2 separate regions of the Sus scrofa genome follow, and region 2 is linked to region 1. The links are chromatin contacts, called in public Hi-C maps. All regions are on one chromosome and are shown on one strand. The core of a region is the stretch at or near the end of the contact, and the rest is flanking DNA. Distances in the headings are between cores, read along the strand shown.

Evidence for each region. Hi-C and Micro-C count contacts between places; a contact is called where the count stands out from the background.
Region 2: a contact with region 1 is called in a Hi-C map of liver, with 3 times the contacts expected there. The contact joins the promoter of PIBF1 here to the promoter of MZT1 in region 1. A contact is called at or near these places in 2 of 5 promoter capture datasets (fetal liver and liver), 4 of 47 Hi-C or Micro-C datasets (heart right ventricle, liver and skeletal muscle) and 1 of 2 datasets of contacts at active chromatin or transcription factors (alveolar macrophages).

The regions. Positions count from the first base shown.
Region 1 is chr11:45,017,167-45,020,653 of Sscrofa11.1, forward strand. MZT1 (mitotic-spindle organizing protein 1) reads right to left here and starts at 1,843. Exons shown (of 3, transcript XM_003131018.5): 1 at 1,551-1,843. The coding sequence starts at 1,620. BORA (protein aurora borealis) reads left to right here and starts at 485. Exons shown (of 12, transcript XM_005668463.3): 1 at 485-1,523; 2 at 2,975-3,142. The coding sequence starts at 2,990.
Region 2 is chr11:45,074,510-45,077,544 of Sscrofa11.1, forward strand. PIBF1 (progesterone-induced-blocking factor 1) reads left to right here and starts at 1,537. Exons shown (of 18, transcript XM_021065663.1): 1 at 1,537-2,039; 2 at 3,002-3,035. DIS3 (exosome complex exonuclease RRP44) reads right to left here and starts at 1,464. Exons shown (of 21, transcript XM_003131019.5): 1 at 1,028-1,464; 2 at 281-438. The coding sequence starts at 1,255.

The DNA.
Region 1 (3,487 bases), core at 593-3,092:
AATTAAGGAACCTAAGCACAGCTAACATAAAGAAAACTGCCTACAAGTCAGGCTTCATATACCCTCCATCCTGTTCAAAAACCACACTGGCTTCCAAGCATGGATATCTAAGACCATAACGTTGTTCACATATAGTTACCATGTAAACAAATCCACTTAACACCTAATAAGCTATGATATATCAATAAGGATGGGAAACAGGCTGAATACGGAGTTAAGAAAAAAAGTCTATTTTTCAGAAAAATAGCAAAGCAGCAACTAAGTAAAATATTAGACCCCAAAGCGCTAATAATATAAAGAAGTCTTTTTGAAAAGGAGAGCAGCCAGCCAGTGCAAAAAAAGGCAGAAGCATTATCAGAAGTCTCCACAAAGAGTGGCTCTGATAGGAAATGGACCTTACAGTGAGACAGAGATGAGGCATGAAGGCTGACAATGCTTACCTGTGAAAATTTCTAGTTTTGACAGAATTAGAAGGTGAGGTGGTATCCTCTGGAAAATGCAAAGTTTTAACATGCATCAAATCCTCATATACAGGGGGACGCAAATGAGGCGTCCGCAAGTGGGATAACATCTTATACACAAAGTACAGGAACTATCTTTTAACTATCTCTGAGATGCCCTTACTTGGTTTTTTATTTAAATATTCACACAACTCTAGGTAACTTCGTTTTACGGGGGGCGGGGGAGGAAAGCAAGCTCAAGGATGTCTAAGCAGCTTGTCCAAGCCCACCACCACCTGGGGTAGAAAGTGGCAGAGAGGAGAGGATAACTTCCACGCGATTATTTTTCTACTACTTGCGGGTAGGTTTTACCCCCGTGCTCGGGACTCGAAAAACAGGTAAATACGCCCAGAGCCCTCGACACAGGCATCACCTGCTCCAAGACTAAACCGGTCCGCTGCACTTTTGATAAACGCACAACTTGTTCCTTCACGGTCTATTTAAAATGCGCCTGCTGACGTGCAAGGGACAAAAGATGTAGCGGTGACCAAACACGTGAGGCCGCTCTCCGCGAGGGGCTTAAAGTCTGGCAGAGGCTTCTGAGGCGCTCCCCGCAGTAGAGGGAGTGAGCCAGCTGGGCGGGGCTGGCAAGGCCCGCACCAGAGGAAGGACGCGGGAACTCGAAGCGGGAGGGGGCGTGGCATAGGGAGGGGGCGTGGGCTGAGCGTTCCGGTGGCAGGATTCGGGTACGCAAGACCACGGCGTGGGGAGGGGGGCGTCGCACCCGGAGAGAGGCGCGGGAGGGGGCGTGGGATGTGCACGCTGGACACGGACTGCGCGCGCGGTCCAGCGCGACAGAGGCTGAGCGCGCGCCGGGCTGACGTGGGGCCGCAACGCTGTGCGCGCGACAAACTACGCAGGAGCGAAAAGACGACTCCGAAGGGATGAGGCCATCAGCCCCGCGGCCTTGGCGGGGTGCCCTGACAGACTCCCCAAAGATGCAGATCAGGCCAGGAAGTGGACCTGAAGTCCCTTTGGGCCCACCCCCGCCTGGGGGCGCTGGCTTTAAGGAACGGATGCAAGGTAAAGGGGGGCGAAACGGGCACTCACCGTCCATGGTCTCCCTCACTGCATTCAGATTCGCCGCCGCCGCAGCCCCGGAGCCGCTGTTACCCGCCATGGTGAAGGCCGAGGAAGGGTAGCGAAGGGCCTGACCCGGAACTGGAGCGCCTTCCTTTCTCCTGGGCAATCACACCGCGCGTCCCCTTCTCACGCCGGTCAGGCCCCGCCCACGCCTGGCAGCCCCGCCCCTCGCGCCCGTCGCCGGCGTGAGGCTGCGTTGATTTGAATTTGGAGCCTCGTTACTCTACGCGGAATGCGAAGCGAGGAGTTGCCATTCGAATTTACTACGCGGCCTCGACTCGATTGGCTGGTTCGCGGACAGCGGTGCGGCGCGATTGGCCAGTCGCCCACAGGGCCAGAGCCCTGGTTGGCCTAAGACAGCGCGGAAGCGGGGAGTTAAAGAGTCTGCCTGTCGTGTGAGCCGGCCTGGCACCCCCGGGGCGTCCTGGAGTCGCTTTGCGGGGGGGCTTTCTTTTTTTTTTTTTTTTTTAAAAACACACAGCTAGGTACGTTGTCTGTAGTTCCTGGCTTTTCCTCCTGTCTCGAATTGGAGAGCTCACTTTGCCCAGCTCCGGACCTGCCTGCCGGCTCTCCCGGGATGAATGGGAGCTGCCAGGGAGTAGGTGCGGAAGAAGGGGCGCCAAGAAAGAGTGGTCTAGTAGGGCTGGCGATGACACCGGCGTGAGTGCCCTCCTCTGCTCTTCACCCGAGGAGGCCAGCTGCACATCAGCCTTCCAAGGAGTAGGTCCTTTTTCTCTGGTTGTAGCTTCCTTTGACAGGAAATAATTGTCTCGCCTTCTGTCCTGGGGGTCTTAGGGAAACGAGGGTGTTCGAGAAAAGGCAGCCGAAAGCGGTTAGTTTCCTAGCCCTAAACAGGCACACTCTCTTTAATGTGCAAGAAGGGCACGGTGCACAAGCTTCCTGGTCTCTTATTTGCTTGCTGTAAATAACTGATGTTTAGTAATTGCATTTTTCTAGGAAATGACTGGGCTCTCCGAATTATGCTCAAAGTGCTTAGAGACTTGAGATAATGAATTAAAAAAAAAAAACTGTAGGTATAAATTCTTTAGTTGAAAAAGGCTTTGTGCCTGTTGTGAACTTTAGTTGCCTAGAAGGTGGACCGGAACTCTCATATTTGGACTGGTACTTGTAAGCCACTTAAATTCTCTGAGCTTGTAGATTTTCTGCAAAAATCTCTCTCCAGCACCTTCCCCCTCTAGCTTTCTAAGTTATTTAGAGGATCACCCTTGAGAAAATGTATGTGGAGCTCTTGTTAAACTATTTTTTAAAAATCCCAAGAGTGCTAGCTTTTGAGTTAATTCTTTTATGAAATGTTCGTTGAATATATTTTAATTGTCAAAATGAATGTCTGAAACTTTGTCCTTTTATACACACTTATGATTTCTTTTTAGTTTTCTCTCTGCGCTATGGGAGATGTCAAAGAATCAAAAATGCAGATAACACCTGAAACGCCAGGAAGGATCCCTGTTTTAAATCCTTTCGAAAGTCCTGGTGATTATTCTAGTCTCCATGAACAAACTCTCTCCAGTCCTTCTGTTTTTAAATCGACAAAATTACCAGTAAGTTATGCTTGACTAGTGTTTACAAATAGCTTTGAATGTAAATATCTTACTTTACAAGATAAGTAGGTGATTTATCCTGGAACATATGTATCTGGAATGTGCTTTTTAATTGTACCATTCATTATAATATAGTTGTTGGGCAAAAAATAAGTTAACCAGATTTTTTAAATTAGCATTTCTTTTTATTTTACATACTTAGGATTTCATGTTAGTGTAATAGATAATGTGTTAGTTTCCTACAACTGTGGGTTCAGCTAGATAATGTGGTTGATGACATATGTACTAACACTGTAATAGAGAAGAAGCCATGTCGTTTAATTATCTATTCTCACAAATTCAGCA
Region 2 (3,035 bases), core at 287-2,786, 57 kb after region 1:
AAATACCCAAAATCATATTTTCTAAGACCGCACATTAAGTTCAAACACATTAAGTGAAACATAACAAAGGTCTTGAATCTGAAACACAAAGGATTCTATTTTTTAACCTCATCATCCTCAGAGTGATCAGTTATAAAACTTTTAGGAACTAAATAATATTCTGAAGAATATAAAATCTATGGTGTTACCTTCTGACAATGTCACAAATTGCCACCAGGAACTCTCCCTCCAGTTTAGCTAATTCTACAGTTTTCATATAATTGACATAATTTTCCCCTACCTGTGGTGCTCATTAGTAAATGTATAGAAATGCTTCTCCTGGTTATTAGTCACGTCTCGGATTCGTTTATATACAGGAGCACTCCGATTTCTCACTTCTTGGAGAACTGTTTGTAGTACAATGACATTCCTGATCGCAGGGTCCTCGAGAACATCAATCTTTAAAAACAAATAAATAATAAGTAAAAGACTTAATTTTTCCCATGTTCAATCATACAGTCTTTCTGTTGAACATAAAACCCTGGCAGTTAAAAAAAAACATTAAATATGCATTAAACTAAGGAGCTATTTTGCAATAGAAAACCCTTCAGGTCGATAAATATGAGTACACGTAAATAGACTAATTACAAAACTTTGTAGAACTCCACTAATAAAGAAATACGTTGGCCCACATAGTTTTCGTTCGTAGGCACTTACAAGCTGCCTGAGGGTCGCAAGCTGGAGGCCACAGAAGGCCAGGTCCCCGGCCTCCAGATATTAAAATCTAAGGCAGAAGAGACATCAGGAGTTAGCAAATTAATGTATCTAAACTAAAATTCTTATAACTCCAAGAACTTAAAAATAACAGTACATAGAAAAGAACCTCGGCCTGGGGGGCAGGAGGCATGAATCCCGATGGGGTTTGCCTCTCCCTACGTACGCAATGATGCCCAAGACGCTCCTCCCTGGGCCTCAGTCTCCCTAACCGTTATACCCCTTTCTCTTGGTGGGGCCAGGGTGTCAGCAGTTCGCCCTCCTACTGGCGCACCTGGTGCAGCAACACGTTGGTATCAGGCAGCAAATAGTGTGGCTGCGGGCAGAGGCTGCTGGCCGGGTCCAGGGGCTGAGGCTCGAGGACAGGTCCCTCATGCGCACCGCCGCACGCCGCGCAACCGGGAGCACCGCAGCCGATGTCATCTCGCAGGTAATGCTCCCGCACGATCTTCATCACGCCTCCAGCCCGCGTCTTTTTTAAGAAAGTTTTGGACTTGAGCATCTTGCCTCGCCGCGCGTGATCCCAACTTCTGCAGCTGTCTTCCGGCGAAAGTTTCAAGCTCGGATTCCTGGCGCACAACTACACTTCACCCGGAATTTCGCCCTGTAGCCTCCAGGATATTAGTAAAACCTTCTCGCGGGAAAACCTCGAGACTGAGGTTGGTTGGCTCTCTGAGGGCTGCGAGGATTGGAAGAAGCAGGCAGGTGGGCGGAGTCCGGAGCCATTTCCGCCGGTGAAGAAGGTGGGCCTGCCTCCGGACTCCAGCTCCCAGCATGCATTGCTTCCCGCGCCTGGGTGGAACCGGGAGGGCTGAGTTCCGGTGGCGTGGGCATCCGTCTGCTGCAGGTTCCTCCGTCCTTCTCCCGGCGTGGAAATGGTTGTCTTGGTTACGGATCCTAACGGTTCCTTGCCTGAAATTCCTTGTTGAGGGTCTGCAACACGAGCTGCTGTCTGCAGACTTCTTCGGCTCCCTAAGTGGCGGCTGTGGTGGCTGCTTCAGCTTTTGATGTGGAGTATTTGAAGCTTCCCCTTCCTTTTTCACATGGGACGAGAAATCCTCTGTTGCGGCCAAATTCGGGTTTTATTCTTCACGCCGCGCGAGTGGGCAGTGCTAGTCCCGACCCTTTGTATTCCAGGTGATGTTGCCTGTCTTTGATCTCACCTTTGCTTACCTCTTCTCTTTGTAATCGAGAGGAGCGGATCCAACCAAAGTTCTTACGTTGCCCTCCATACATGCACCTTTTTTTGTAATCATTCATTAAGAAGAACTGGTATCTACAATACCGTAAGTAATTTATTATATCGTGTATTATTAAAACAAGGGAGTTGCTGAAATTTTTGTGAAAGGTGAGAAGTTCGATTTAGATTGAGGGATTTTTCTTTTTCCTCTTGTTTTGATATTTCTATCTGTCAATATGTTTTCTATCACTATTTCCCTTTTAAAAACCTTTGGTGATGCTTCACTGCCTGTAGAGTAGATTTCGAACAGACTGAAACATTCACAGACTGAAACATTCACGGCCGTCCATAGGCTTGACTATGTATAGGGCATAGCCCTTCGGTGTGTTTGTGCTGAGGGGGTTGGGGGTGGGAAGGGGTGGGTGGATTCGCTGCTCAAATTCACGTAGACTTGGTCCAGCCAGACTACCACCATCGCCCTCTGTTGTTCTACACTTTCACCACCTCTACACCAATCTTAATACCTGCATGCTTTTTTTTTTATTGCTCCTCTCCAAATCCTTCAAGATTCTAAGTCCTACCTCTGTTTAATTTTCCCCAGACCAACTCAGAAGTAACGTCCTGGTCTTGAACATGTGCTCCTTTTATTAGTAGCATGCTTGGGTACTAGCTATTTAGGGCTTTATTGTTTATCTCATACATTTCCTTGTTTATTCCAAGAGACGTACCAGGAATTTTTTTTTTTTTTTGGCCGGGCCCTTGATGTGCAGAGGTTCTGGGGGGCCAAGGATGGAACCCAAGCTACAGTAGTGACAGTGCAGAATCCTTAACTTCTAGGCCACCAGGGAACTCTTGGATTTTTTCAATCATCAAAATATGGGTTTATAATAGGATTTAATGAGTTTGATTTAATATGTTTGATCTGAGCAGTAATTACCAATCTGTCTTAGATTTAGGGATCCTCCTGTTTGCCTATTAACTACTTCAGGAACCCTTAGTATCTCTGATACTGATGCTTTCCACAGAGCATGTTTGAGTACATTTAAATCAATACTTTTCAACCTACAGAAAATCGAAATAGAATTGGAGAAGAAGAGTGAGT